Linked DNA regions of Oryctolagus cuniculus: region 2 is linked to region 1. Evidence: chromatin contacts called from public Hi-C data. All regions are on one chromosome and are shown on one strand. The core of a region is the stretch at or near the end of the contact, and the rest is flanking DNA. Distances in the headings are between cores, read along the strand shown.

The links. Hi-C and Micro-C count contacts between places; a contact is called where the count stands out from the background.
Region 2: a contact with region 1 is called in a Hi-C map of embryonic fibroblasts, with 4 times the contacts expected there. The contact joins two enhancer-like sites. A contact is called at or near these places in 5 of 6 Hi-C or Micro-C datasets (ear pinna, embryonic fibroblasts, psoas muscle and 2 more).

Annotation. Positions count from the first base shown.
Region 1 is chr12:41,353,207-41,359,876 of mOryCun1.1, reverse strand. No RefSeq gene overlaps it. Among named protein-coding and RNA genes, the nearest start is that of EGLN3, 150 kb to the left of the region's middle. Within about 2 kb of position 2,201, at least 2 of the 8 cell types and tissues checked have an H3K27ac peak or open chromatin away from gene starts, as enhancers often do.
Region 2 is chr12:41,520,759-41,528,334 of mOryCun1.1, reverse strand. All of the region lies in intron 1 of EGLN3 (egl-9 family hypoxia inducible factor 3), which reads right to left. Among named protein-coding and RNA genes, the nearest start is that of EGLN3, 13 kb to the right of the region's middle. Within about 2 kb of position 1,409, at least 3 of the 8 cell types and tissues checked have an H3K27ac peak or open chromatin away from gene starts, as enhancers often do.

The DNA.
Region 1 (6,670 bases), core at 952-3,451:
AAGAAAGAAATTAGGCGACATCACCATTCTTGAATCAATCTCTGGCAAGGAAATGCGAATTCCCTGACGACAATCAGACCCATTCCTGCACTAGGGGAGGGCGAGTTTCTGCTAAACCACTTGACTGGAAGAGAATGGATACTGGCACAGAGCAGGGACTGCGGTAGTAATGGAGATCAGTGATAGACACTGATGAGGAGTCTGGCCCATACTCCTCTCTCATTCCTTCTCCTGGCTTCTTTCCCTTACCAGACATCCAAAAGCATCCTCCCTCCCACCTACTAAGTATTCACATATATTCACTACAAACTCATTGATTCTATAAACATTTATTGAACTCACAATATATGCCCAATATTGTGTGCAAAGATCTGAAGATCACGCAGAGGGAAAACAGGGATTCTGATCTCTGCAACTTAAAGCAGAAAACTGTGAAATTCCACAGTGTGGTTAAATATACTACATACTAATAGTACTTTAGTATGTAGTACTACAATCTATAGCATAAAGGTGCTTTGGAGTTCTAAAGGATGTTGAACTTCAGGAGGCAGAATAGAACAAGCAAGGAAAATTCCAGTTGAACTTTAAAAGATGAGTAGATAAGCAAGGGAGGACATCCCCGGCAGGGAAGAGGGCTCAGAAGGCACTGGGATGGCTCAGGTAGCTGTTTTCTGAATGTCAAGTGTAAAGGCTAACAGGGCGGCGAGGTGCTGTTTTGCTCCGGGTATGAGTGCACCCTCCACAGAGAGACTCTACACCTGGTAAAGAACCTTCGTTTGCACTCTTCAAGGCCATCACAGGGGACACCATCCGGAGGAAGCTCTGGCAGCAGTTCAAGCTCATTGTAGCATTCAAACAGAAACAGCAGATTATTCATGAACTTCCTGGAGTTTCAGACCCCGTGTCAAAGGCCTGTAAGTCTTCCTTTCACCTCACAATCAAACTTCTTGCAAAAGTAATCTGCACTTACCATCTTCTTCACCTCCATTCCATCCACAACCTCAGTATACCGGTGCTGATAACATGCTAATTGTTCCTGCTGAGGCTGCTCAGAGAGGGTGGGGGGCCTGAGTGATTGTAGGACACAAAACCAGACCATCACTGACAAAAAGGACTTTCCCACATGCTACCTTCTAACCACACTGAACGATTAGAAATTCACTAACTACCTTAATTAATACCTACAGAGGCTCCAGACACTGTGGTTTCCTTCTCCTGCAGCCATATGAAATGAAACACAATCCTAAATCATAACTTTTTCCATAAGAATTTCAACTATTTTGAAGTATTAAATCCTTTTAAAAAAAGAAAAAAGTTTGCTTGCTCGCTCCCTCTCTCTCCCCCTTCCTGCCTCTCCAAATGTCCTTGCTTTGTTGTTTGAATACATGCCTGGCCTACCAGTTGGATAGTCCAACAATAAACACATTCATATCTTGTTTGTAGCAGGTTGAATGGCGTTCCCCTCCCCCAAAGATATGGTGACCCAGAACCTCAGAATATGACCTTATTTGGAAGACAGGCCTTTAAGAAATGTAACTGACAGTAAGGATTTTAAGATGAGCTCATCCTGGATTAGGGTGTGCCTTAGTTCAACGACAAGAGACAGAAGCAGCAAACACAGAGACAGCAGGGAGAAGGCCCTGGGAAGAGTGAGGCAGAGACTGAAGCAATGTGTCTGCTAGCCAGGGAACACTGGGGATTGCTGACGGAAGCAGAAGTTTGGAGAGAGGCCTGGAACTGTTCCTTCCCCCACAGCCTGCAGAAGGAATTGGCTCTGCTGACACCTTAAGTTTGGACATGTGGCCTCCAGAGCTGTGAGAAAACTGATCTCCTGTTTTAAGCCACGAAGTTTGCAGCAATTTGTTATGGCAGCCCTAGAAAATAAGACAGGATTCCATAACCGCTTGCATTAAAATCAGGGGACTGGGGATTGTAAGAAAAGGAAACTATCACAGGAAGAGGAGAATTTTGAGGAACCAAATCTCAAAGGATCCTGAGATCAGGAATTACAGCTTCCTGCTTCCTGCTCCTGCTCCTGCTCCTGCTCCTGCTGGAGCTAGAACCCAGGGTTGGGAAGGGAAGTGATTTTCCAACCCCCAGTCACCTACATGCCCTCAGGCTGGCTTTCTCTATGATGCAGCCCTGTTCCCTTCCAGCATCCTCGCTCCTGGCTGGTTTCTCTTCCCTTGTACACCTCTGGATGCACACTGATCAGTGAGTTGGCCTCAACATCAGTTCCTCCCATGGAACCGACTTTAGTTTTCAGCATCTCAACTACAAATTTCTGCAAATGGGATTGACTCAGTTTAGAGTTAATCCGAGAGATGGGCCCCTGGCAGCACCGGGTGCCCATCTGGAGCTCGGTCACAGTGTATGAGAGGTGCAGTCCCACAATCTAGAGCAGTGCCCCTCCCACAGGCTGTGTGCTGGCTTTCCCCAGCAGAGGCCGCAGGTGGGCAGGCCACGCGTGGTCCCTCGGCTGCCATGTGGTCATCTCTCTGGCTCCCTAACTAGACTGTGAACTCCCTGAAGGCAAGAAACTCTATCTTATCACTTGGTCTTATCTAGTTTCGACAACTAACGCCAAGTCTCAGTGCCTGAGACACAGCAACTATTCAAAATAAATTTAATACAAAGTAATTTAGTGGAGCTTCATAGAACCCTGTCTATTCAGTAGACCAAGCGAAAGGTCAAGGTCCATAGTGCTGCTCTATTCTTTCCTGACAAAGTAGAAATGTTAAAGCTGGCTTCCTCCCCTTAGCTCATTGTTATAAATAGCAAAGAGACTATCTCTATGTAGTATTTGATAAAGCAGCACTGGCAGATCCGCACATCCTCCCCAAGGTCCATGCTCAGTGTATAGGAGATAAATAGCTCCCTGACCCACGTTATCTCTGCTGCTACCTAAACCCCGTAATCCTTTGGCCTCCCCTAAGATCCTCTTTGACAGAGAGCTCAGGCAAGGATGTTGTTGGGCTATTTTTTTGCCTCTACTCATGGGTTTTCCTTTTCTTCTTTTCTAAAAGAATGAATTTTTTCCCTGAGAGAAGATCTTATAGTGACAAAAACAATCTGATGGGGAAATCCAATGGAAGCTTCTTGCAGGGGCCTGCTTAGCTTCCAGAAACTTTGCTTTCGCTGGTCCTGGTTTGTTGAAGACATTTCTGGGCTCTAACATTCCCAGAGTTCACTGCACTGCACCAGGGTCTCTTGGCAATCAGAAATGAAGGCTTGGAAGGATAGAGACTTATGTCATCAAAGGGCTCAGAAAGTACGGAGAGCTCTGCTGGGCCATTGCACAGAGAGGGCCCAGGAATCGTAAGAAACACATCAGCGTGAAATGTGTCAACCATCAGGGCTAAAATCCCATGAAACCACACTTGTCCCCCTTGTGGGGCAAAGACGATCATTACACGCAGACGCATTGAGTCACGGACAAGAGAGGAGAGAGGACAATTCCTAAAACTAGGTTCTTTCTTCCAAGTCAGGAAGCCCCCTGGTTCATCTGAAGGCACTAATTCCCCCAAATTATTATACCAGGTCCAAGGGAGAGCTGTTAGAAAGGGAATATCTGAATAGAGTCTATGATATGCCCTCTAAGGGCATGCACTTGCCTGATTCCTTCCAGGATGAATTAAAGTGCAGAAATTAAGTACAATAATTTGTCTCCAAACTATATCTGTTTCTCAGTGTAAGACTGATCACCTCGTATCTCCCTTGCCTGCACCTGCACAGGGCACTGGGTGCTGCCAAAGGGTGGCGTACATTGTAGACTCCCATGCAAGGGGAGACATTACTGCAACGCACATTCATGCTTGCATGGCCACACCCACAAGAGGCATATACATGGTGCCCTTGCTCAGAAAGGCAGAAGATCCAACTCCCCAGCAACCAGTGCCCAGTTCCTTGATGGCTGGATTTCCAAAGAGCTGATGTCCCTGCCTGGTATTATCAATGTGCTTACTTCTTCTGGTATTGGCATCCCCCATGCATCAGTGAATAGCTAAGGGAAGCTGGGGTCCCCTGCAAGGGGACAAGGGATGACAGCCAGGGTCATCGTTAGGTGCTCAGTAACTGTGAGTGAGTAGACAGCATGAGTGAATGAATGGGGCCCCTGGACAGTTGGGCCATCCTTAGGACCAAATCAGCACCCTGCTCTGGAGCCTTGCACATTTAAGGCTCGGAGCATGAAATCTCTCTTCACTGGGAAATTAGCTTTCTACCCCCACTCACCCCTTCCACAATTCTCTTCCCTGGTGAAAGCTTCCAGCCAGGCCAGACAGTGCCGTACCTACCCCAGCTCACTTCTCAATCATTCATTCACTCATCCAACAAGCATTCACAGGCACCTACTGTGTGTCAGTCATTGTGCCAACTCAGGAAGTGTAGGGGATGCCAGGCACAGGCTGCTTGCCAGCCCCTGCTGGAGAGAGGATGGGAGCTGTCTCCATCCTCCCACGCCAAGTAGGCTGCTCACACCCCCGCCTCTTCACACGAGCACTCCACCTCTATTTGCTCTTTGAGGCCACACCCTAGTGGAGCAGTGGCTCAGGAAATCTCTGTCCTTTCACTTGCATTATAGGATTTTTTTTTTTTTTAAATGCAGCAGCAGCAGTTACGGCAGTAGTCTTAGCTTCCAAGAATCCCTTGGCTTCAACTAATATTTACATGTATTTGCATTTCCTTTGTACACACCAACGGAGAACGGTGCAGAAGGGTTTTGCCAGGGAATGAAAATGCTTTCTGGGCCAATCCTCAAAGTGCTAGTCCAATAGCCAATTTAAAAATATCTAGAAGCAACGTAGCTCAAATCCAGGTGATCCCTGTACCCCCCCCCCCCGCCCGCCCGCCCTCCCCCCGCCCCGTTCCTTCGCTGGCCTGGGCACCTGTTTGAGCCAAGCTGTGGGCAAGCTCTATTTTGTCTCAGTTTTACAGACACTGGGGATTTTCTTTAGCCTGCAATTCTTCAGGTTTTGGCCATTCTCAGAGAACTCTGTGGGCACCCTCTGGTGGCTGATTGGAAATTTCACCTGCAAAAATCACAACTGAGCAGGGACAGCTTACTCTGGCAGTCGGGCACTCTGGGTGGGTGGCAGACATTGTTACGTGGCTTGCTGTAGTTGGGACCACATCTTTCAACACGTGGTACCTGCCGTTGAGGCGGGGAAACCCGGCAGCTTCGAAACCCTGCCAGGAGGACAGGTGCGTTGCAGACAGCACAGAGCCCAGGAGCAGGGCGTGACTTGTGGACTGAGCTTTTCCCCAGGTCAGCTGCAATGCCCAGGATAAAGAGCTGTCCCTCTGTGAGTCCCTGGAATCACCTGGGAGGAAAACTCATGCCCACCTGGAGCAGGCCAGGCTCCCTGGACAACCGCTGTGGCCGAACCACGTCAACCGTCTCCCCTCTTCCGGGGAAATACCAAATGACCTAAGCTAGGCCCAAGAAACATCTAAAGGAGGCCAACGGGGTAAAATGGAATGGACCGGCCAGGGGAGAAGGGTAAATGTTGTAGGCCTAAGGTATGGCCTCCCAGTATTCCTGTTCCTGCACCTGCCCAGACGAAACGATTCCTGAGAACCTTCTCTGGAGAAGCCCTGGATCATGCAGGAAAAAGAGAGCTAGCAGGAAGGAGGAGAAGCACCCACTCAAGGAAGAGGCCCTCTCTCCACGACCCCCAAAGGGGCTGAAATCAGTAGGCCTGTTAAGCACCCCTGCTCTGCCACACGGGTCCCACCGCCCAATTTTCCCCAAGCCCTTTTTTTTCCCAAGGATTCAATTCGTCCCAGAATACTCTGCGAAGGTCAGGTGATATTGCCTTCACGTTGCAAACACGGACCTGCCGGCAGCGGGGCCAGGAGTGAGCTCGGTCCCCTGCTCCGGTGATCTGGGCTGTGTACTTGCAGCCAGATCCACTCCTGCTCTTTGTGCATCAGAGCAAGCCAAGCCCCAGAGGACAAATCGTGACGAGGCCTTCACAGGGCAAGAGCTTATTAAGGAAGAATACACTGGAGGCAGTGTCCCAAGCTGATTCCAGACACGGAAAAAGACAACCAGCTCAGATCCCAAACTCTGCAGTCCTCCATCTTAGCTGGATCATTTACCTGCAAACAAAGAGGCACTGTCTACCGGGAGGAGCCTTCTTTATTGATACCATTTTTCTTGTGCCTCCTTTCACAGCTGGGCTCCAGGGCAAAAGGGAAGCCCCATTTTTAGGGAGCCATCCGTCACCCCACACTGGCGGTGGCAGCCCCATTCCTCTGGGCCAGACTCCAAAGTGCCACTGGGCAGAAAGCATCCTTGGTGGGCAGCTGGGAAGCTGAGGTATGACTGGAGCAGAACAAAAATCAAAGGTACCAGTGGGGGCGGGGTGGACTCACCAGGCTCAGCTACTCACTGAGTCGCCAATCTAGTCACGGGGCAGCCCCGAGATCTATGGTAGAATCTGATCTTGGCAGAGCCCCTCTCAAGCGCAAGAGTCTCTCTCTGCTCTCATCTCGTCTCTGCTTCTGGCAGAAAGAAGTATTACTGGGACCGGTGCTGTGGTGCAGCAGGTTAAAGCCCTGGCCTGCAGTGCCGACATCCCATATGGGCGCCGGTTAAAGTCCTGGCTGCTTCACTTCTGATCCAGCTCTGTGCTATGGCCTGGGAAAGCAGTAGACGATGGCTCAA
Region 2 (7,576 bases), core at 160-2,659, 170 kb before region 1:
GGGATCCACTGTGGCACTGAACACCTACAGTACAATGTTCACAGGCCTCTGTACAAGAGGATGCCAACTACGCAAAGCTTTCTCTAAGTTTCAGAAAAATGTCACCGACACCGCGTTCCCACTTGCTGCCAGGTGGGTCCCTAACATTAAAGTTAGGTCTCCAAGTGATGATGAAACAGCACTGGTGATGAACCGAACAAGCAGTTTCAGATTTTCACACGTTCATTCTAACTTCACCTGGATGGGCGTAAAGAAATGAGTCACAGATAATGTGAGCGCTGTCTTGGCATCTCCTTGTCTGTGCTGCCGACTAAGACCAAACCTATCTGTTTTCTTCCTCTGGTGCCTCTATGGACAGACTGATGCAACAAAACGAAGGGCAACAGGAAACACGGCGTATGGTCCAGTGTCCAGCTCCCACAATGCCCTTCCCCAGGGGGCAGCACCTGCTCACACAATTGGGAAGATCCAGCATGCCAGTCAGGCAAATGTCTGCCCTTCAGGACAATGTTTCCCACTGTCCTGTCACCACAATGAAAACGACTTCCGTCTCCCTCATTTGCTCTACGTCTGCACTGAAAATAACTCCTCTCCCTGAACCTGCACACCTACAGCATAGACCCTCACCGCCCAGTGTAGAGCAGCCATCAGCGCGCTGCGACACCTGGCCTGTGCTGTAACTCGGGAGCCTCCGTGCTTCGAAAATGGAAAAGTACAAAGCTACAGCAACCCTCAGTTGCTTTGGGGAGGTGGGTCTGCCCACATTCCTGGTCAGGCAAGAGCACCATGCCTGGAAGGGCAAATAATTGAGCATTTTTACTTGAAAGCCTGTCCTCAGGTGAACTTGGCCCTCAGCTTCAGGTTCATCCAAAGAAGCATCAACAACAACCTAGACTCTGGAACCTTTGCGTTTTGCTGTCCTGGGTCAGTGATGAGAGTCCTGCCAGGTGCCCAGCCCCTTGAGATTTTTACCTTAAAGAGACAAGCACCCACCACAATCACCAGATTGCGCACGCATGTGCACGCACGCACACACCCACACCCACACACAGAGAGGAGACATCTGCACAAAATCACGGAGGGTTCGCGGTTCTGCAGACTCTCTACACTTGATCAAGAGTCTCTTTCAGGGGACCCTGCCCTTCAGGCATGAACTTCTGGGTGAATCACTCCCTACTGCTTCCTCCCCTCCCCCATGAAGCCACTAAAGGCCAGGAATTTCAAAGACTATTGTCATTCCATTCTCAGTTGTGGTTAATTCCTCTCCTCAGAGGGGATTCTGCCAGAGCCCCCGCAATGAGGCAGCGCAGCCCTATCAGCACAGGCTGTTCGGGTCCGGGAAGGCTGCCCTTCCTGTGGGAGGCCTGGCTCCAGGCCAGCTGGGTGACGACTGAGTGACAGGGCTACGTGCGCTCCGTGAGGGTGGCAGGCAGCCCACACCCGAGCACACCGCCTGGCAGGCTGGAAAGGGAACTGAACGCTGGGAGCCCTCCCTCCTCCCCCCATCAGCCCCGCAGTCACCAGGGGAAGCTTTCCCACAGAGGCTTCCCCTGAATTATAAAATCCGTGCAAGGCAGTCCAGCTCAGGGTGAAGGATATTAAAAAAGCAGGCATTTAACCACGTCCTTTCTAACGCCCTGCCTCCAGAGGTCCGCGGCTGCCAACTCCCTGCGACTCACGTAGCTGGCTGGCACTCGACACACCAAGTCCCCAGCAACTTCCTGGACGCTGGGAAGGTGAGCGGCGGCCATGTCCCCTGAGTCACTTTGCTCACTCTCCTCTGCAGTAGCCATGAACCCTGCCAGGTGTCCCGCCTAGAAGTTACCGTGTTTCCGCAGAAAAACAAATCCATCGGTCATTTTTCAAGCAACACGGGCCTGGGATTCCCACTACATAAACACCTTTGAGAAACCACCAGAGAAACAAAACTGAACCTGGAGCTTTCTCAAGGTTCCAAGCACAAGAGAGAAAACGAACACGCCTGGCTATGGGATTGTCGGAGACCTCAGTATGGTTGTCTTTAAATTTGCACCTGAAATTCAGCCTACAATATTTGAAGGATTCATGACAACTTAAATACAATGGTAAGACAAGACTTTACAAATGGTAACATAAAAAACTGGTTACCAATCAAAACATGTCATGAAAAGACACTCTGAAGTAATAGTGTTCAGACAGGAGGATCCTGCCCTTGACAGTTACCTGCTGAGTGAAGGAATAGCACAAGTGAAATTCAAGAAATCCAGTGGCCACAGTTACTTACTGAACAAACATGCTTACGGTGTCTACCGTGCAAGCCCAACACTGCTCTGTGTGCTCTACCAACCTTAACTCATCCACTCTTCTCATTGCCGGCACGAGGTGGAAACATTTCCCTTTCATAGACAAGCAAGCTGAGGCCGCAGGAGACTGGTTCACTTGGCCTGTTGAACCCAACTGCTCTCGCTGAAGAGCCTAAGGGAGGCCTCCACCACCAGTCACACTTGACCATGGCAGCTTAGCCAGCGTCTAACAGGAACCAGTTCATCTCCAGTCTATTTTCAAGAGAACTAAGGTCTTTAATTCTACTTGAAATATTCAACTCCCTCTCAGCTTGCCTCTCATCCTTTCCAAGGAAAATCATCAAATGCAAAAAAATTACAAAAATTGGAAGAAATGAATATGTTTGCTGTTAAGTCTGTGAACTGAAGCACCAAGGGGAGAATTTTAACAAAAGAAGAGGCAAAGGAAATTGACCTGGAATCCTACAGCCCAGCAGAGCTGTCCAGCTTGTTGCCTTTGCTGGGGTTATTCCCTCTCCAGGGCCAACCTCAAGCCCACCATAAAACCTGTGTCAAGTGGACTTGGTCAGCAGTCCACAGACTGCACAAGACTTGGCTGCTCTTCCCTCCCCAAGGCTCTGTGGGAGGAAGTCTGTGCCTCCCTCTCCCTCTCCCTCTCCCCTCCCAGGGCCTGCCTTTATTAGCTCAGGTCAACACTTGTTTCAGAACCAGAAGATAGATAGCCAATTAAATAAAATTTTTTAAAGGAAATACAAAAGTGCACTTCCCCTGGGAAGGAGTAGCACCGGGCACAGGAATTCCAGGGATGAGCTAAATTTTCCTTATTCCTGCACAACACTTGCCCAGAGACATCTCTCCTGCCAGCAGTGAACATGGGCCACAGCACTTTCTGCAGCCCCGTTAGAATTCACTGGGTACAGACTCACTGGGGTTCAGAGCAGGTGTGAGATCCAGCAGACCCGCTGTTGGAGGGGGAGAAAGTAAAGGGCTCTTCTGGGGGGAAAATGGTATGGAAGCAGTGCTGTTGCTTCCACTAGACCTTCATCTCCGAGACAACACAACAAAGGCTTGTGTGATGATTCTCTTGCCTTACCCAACAAGGCTCCCACCCTGAACTGGGAAACCAAAGCCCTCCAAGTGGGAAACAGGTAGGCGGCAGCCGCGGGCTCACCCTTATCGAATCATACCTCTGACTCCAACTGAGCTGGATTCAATTCCTTAGTCACATTTTCCCACAAAAAGCCCTACGCCCCAGCCTTCTCCAACTCTGACAGCCATCTTACCCTAGAAGGCTTCGGGGTGGCGCTCACAGGTGACACATAATAGATGCTCATTAATGAGACTCCCCAGCCGGCAAGGCACTGTGATCCAGTTTGTGCTTATCAAAAATCATTGACTGGGTCCTTCAACTCACACTCCTTACTGTTGGGTACAAGTAGAAGGGGCTGGCATTGTGGCGCAGCAGGTTAACCCACCTCCTGCAACACCTGCAGGAACTGGTTCAAGTTGCAGCAGCTGCACTTCTGATCTCGCTCCTTGTTGGTGCCTGTGGGAAAGCAGCTGAAGATGGCCCAAGTGCTTGGGCCCCTGCTGCCCACGTAAGAGACCCAGATGGAGTTCCCCGCTCCTGGCTTCAGCCTGGTCCAACCCCTGGCCACTGCAACCACTTGGGGAGTAAACCAGAAGATGGGATATTCTCTCTCCAACCCTGCCTCTCAAATAAATAAAATATTTTTTAAAAAGGTAAAGAAGCAATATCCCATAGTAATGAACAAAGCTATTTCTCCCCTTTCATTCCCCACAAGAGGAGATCACTTTCAAATTTTGCTCCAATCCTACTTATGGCAAATTGAATTTATTGGTGAAATAACAGAAAAGTTACACATGTGTGTAAGTTTGACATGTTGTAGTTTTCTCAAAATTTCCCAATTGAGGAAAAAATACTTGTATTTTTTAGTTTTATCAACGAATAATCTCAGATTTCATCAGATGAACTCTGATGTTCTTGAGACCAGAGAGGCTGGTCTCAAACCATCCCTATTTAGTCTCCTTTTTTTAAGATTTATTTTATTTGAAAGGCAGAGTTAGGTAGAGATAGAGATAGATAGGTAGGAAGGTAATCTTCCATCTGCTGGTTTACTCCCCAAATGGCCACAACAGCTGGAGCTGGGTTGAGGGTGAAGAAACCCAGATCTCTGTTGGGATCTCCCACGTGGATGGCAAGGGCCCAAGCACTGGGGCCATCTTCCGCTGCTTTCCCAGGTGCATTAGCAGGAAGCTGGATCTGAAGAGGAGCACCCCAGATTTGAATTGGGACTCATATGGGATACTGGCATATGAGTAGCTACACTGGTATAGCTGCTTAACCCACGGAGCCACAATGCCGGCCCTTGCCTCCTCTTAATGCATTTTTACCCAGTTGTTCCCAAACTTGAGCACAAATGACAATCACCTGGGGAACTTGTGAATGTCCCATCAGTAGGCTTGGAAAGAAGCCCAGAATTTGCATTAACAACATGTTCCCAGGTGGTAGTGAGATTGCTGTTTGAGAGACCACTGAAAAGCACAGCTATTTTTCAGCAAAACCGAGTTTTTGTGCAATGTCCCACCCCAAAGCATAAAAGGTAATTAGTCCACGGCACTAGTAAATTTGGAGAACTGAAGGGAGGTGGATGGTGAGAGGAAGCGAGAGGGATTCCTAGGGCAGTGTCTGGCACCAGCTTCATAGGGTCATTCCTAAAGCTGGCAGCAAACATTGCGAGTGCAACCGCTCAGCATCATTGCGCTGTGTTGGGTTCCACCTCCAAGGATTACTGTCATGTTAATGCGAGGCTTCCACTGGTGTTGGGGACTACTCTCTCCAGGAATCAATTAAGAGGCGCTGAAAGCAATGAATGAAAAATTCATTTCAGATGGACATTTCGTCTTAGTTCTCCTTTAATTCTTGATAATCCTGAGAGTAGATACATATTAGTGTACGTGTATGAATACTACAGATTTACTGAACTCGGAGAACCAACTTGCCCAAGATCACCGCGAGATGTAATAAACTGTAAACAGCCAGCGCTGTGGCTCAATAGGCTAGTCCTCCGCCTTACGGCGCCAGCACACTGGGTTCTAGTCCTGGTTGGAGCGCCAGATTCTGTCCCGGTTGCCCCTCTTCCAGGCCAGCTCTCTGCTGTGGCCAGGGAGTGCAGTGGAGGATGGCCCAAGTGCTTGGGCCCTGTACCCCATGGGAGACCAGGAGAAGTACCTGGCTCCTGCCATCGGATCAGCTCAGTGCGCCGGCCGCAGCACACCAGCCGCAGCGGCCATTGGAGGGTGAACCAACGGCAAAAGGAAGACCTTTCTCTCTCTCTCACTCTCCACTCTGCCTGTCAAAAAATAAATAAATAAATAAATAATAAACTGTAAACTGTCTATCCTAGTGCCTACCGCCGGGCACTTAACAAAACCTAAGTTAAAATATAAAAGTAAACATCGAATTCACCCATAAATAAAAGCAAGCTACTACCCCATGTCTTGGATGCAGACGCAAGAGTGCCTCCTATGCTTAGCTTGAAGTTCCCTTGCTCTGCTTTTGCCACGGAAAGTCAACCTCTTAGCAGGAGGACCTCTGAATCGAGGGAATGGTGAGGCCGGCCCTGCAGGGTCTTCATCACAAGACGCATCAGGTCAATTATCTCCCCTGCAGATAACATCTGGATGTTCGCTCTTGTCCTGGAGGTTTCTTATTTTTTTCCCCAGGAACCACCACAGGCCCCCAGCAAGAAGTAAGCACCACCGGACAGACTGGAGATCGTCGTGCCGTCATGGAAATTCCCAAAAGAAAGCAACATCGTCAACGAATCAAAGGAGGGCCTCAAGTACTTCTGACTCACCAAGAATCTGGACACAAGCTCAATCTGCACCTCTCAAGGCCAACTTCCGTCTCGAAGAAGCAAGACTCCCAACCCCTGCAATGGCCTGGGGATGGAGCAGGAGCTGCCCAGCTCCGTGCTCTGTGCTCTGCAATACCTCCGTTCTTCCACCAACTCCAGCATCAGTGATGGACTTGCTACGTGGCAGGAAAGCAGACCTAGTGTTGGAGGTTCTGTAATAATTCCTCCAACGCTCTGGGAGATGTTCTGTCACACAAAGTGGAAACTGAGGTTCCCAAAATACAGCTTGCCCTGGGCTGAGCTCGGATCAGAACCCGGGCTTCTCTGAGTCATGAGGACTCTTCCAAAATTCAACGGAGGGGCAGGCGTTCGACCTGGCAGTTCAGACACCAGTTGAGACGCCCATATTCCACATCTGTGCTGGGCTCTATTCCTGGATCTGGTTCCCGACTCCAGCTTCCTGTCAATGCAAACCTTGGAAGGCATGTCGGGGAAACATTTATAGCTTTTTTGACATGCTGACATCCACTAAAATCAAAATTCTTTTTTTAGGGGCTGGTTTTGTGAAATACTGGGTAAAGCCACCACCTTCGACACCAGCACTCTGCATGGGCATGGATTCATGTCCTGGCTGCTGCACTTCCAATCCAGCTCCCTGCAATGGCCTGAGAAAATCAATGGAAGATGGACCCAGTAATTGGGCCGCTGCCACCCACATAGGAGACTCAGAAGAAGTGTGCGTGCGCTCGCTCGCTCTTCTCTCTCTCCCCTCCCTCTGTCTGTAACTATGCCTCTCAAATATATAAATCTTTAAAAAAATGTTTAGTATCCAACCAAGACATACCAATATGGGATGCAACTATCTTAACTGTCAGGTCAAATACCTGCCCCTAAAGGAGCGTGTGAAGATGAAAATAGCTAGTAAGTAATAACGAATTGTCAGGAATAGTTCTAGGCACTAAAAGTGTATCAGTCTGCATTCAAGAAAATTCCAAGCCCATGGCCAGGGGTGGGGGACCGGCAGGGTAAGACCCCAGATGTACTGGGGCACCTGGCTTGGGCCACCCCAAGTTTCAGGGTACAGAAGACTTCATGGAGTAGGCACTAGAAGGCACTAGAAGGCACTAGAAGGTACTAGAAGGCACTAGAAGGCACTGGAGGAGTCTGCAGAAGACCATGGGAAACTCCTGATGCCTGGCAAGTCAAGTTGCTAGTGCTTCAGGGGTTGCACGAGCCGGAGGGCAGTGCTGGGCAGATGACGAGTAGAAGGATCTACGTGGCCAGGCCTTTAGTGCCTCGCGATGGAGGATACAGCCGTGTCCAGCAGACAGTGTGGAAAGAGTGACAGGTCTGGTGTCTTTAATCACAGAGACTGCATGTGTGGGGTTGGGGTTGAGACAATCAATAACTTAT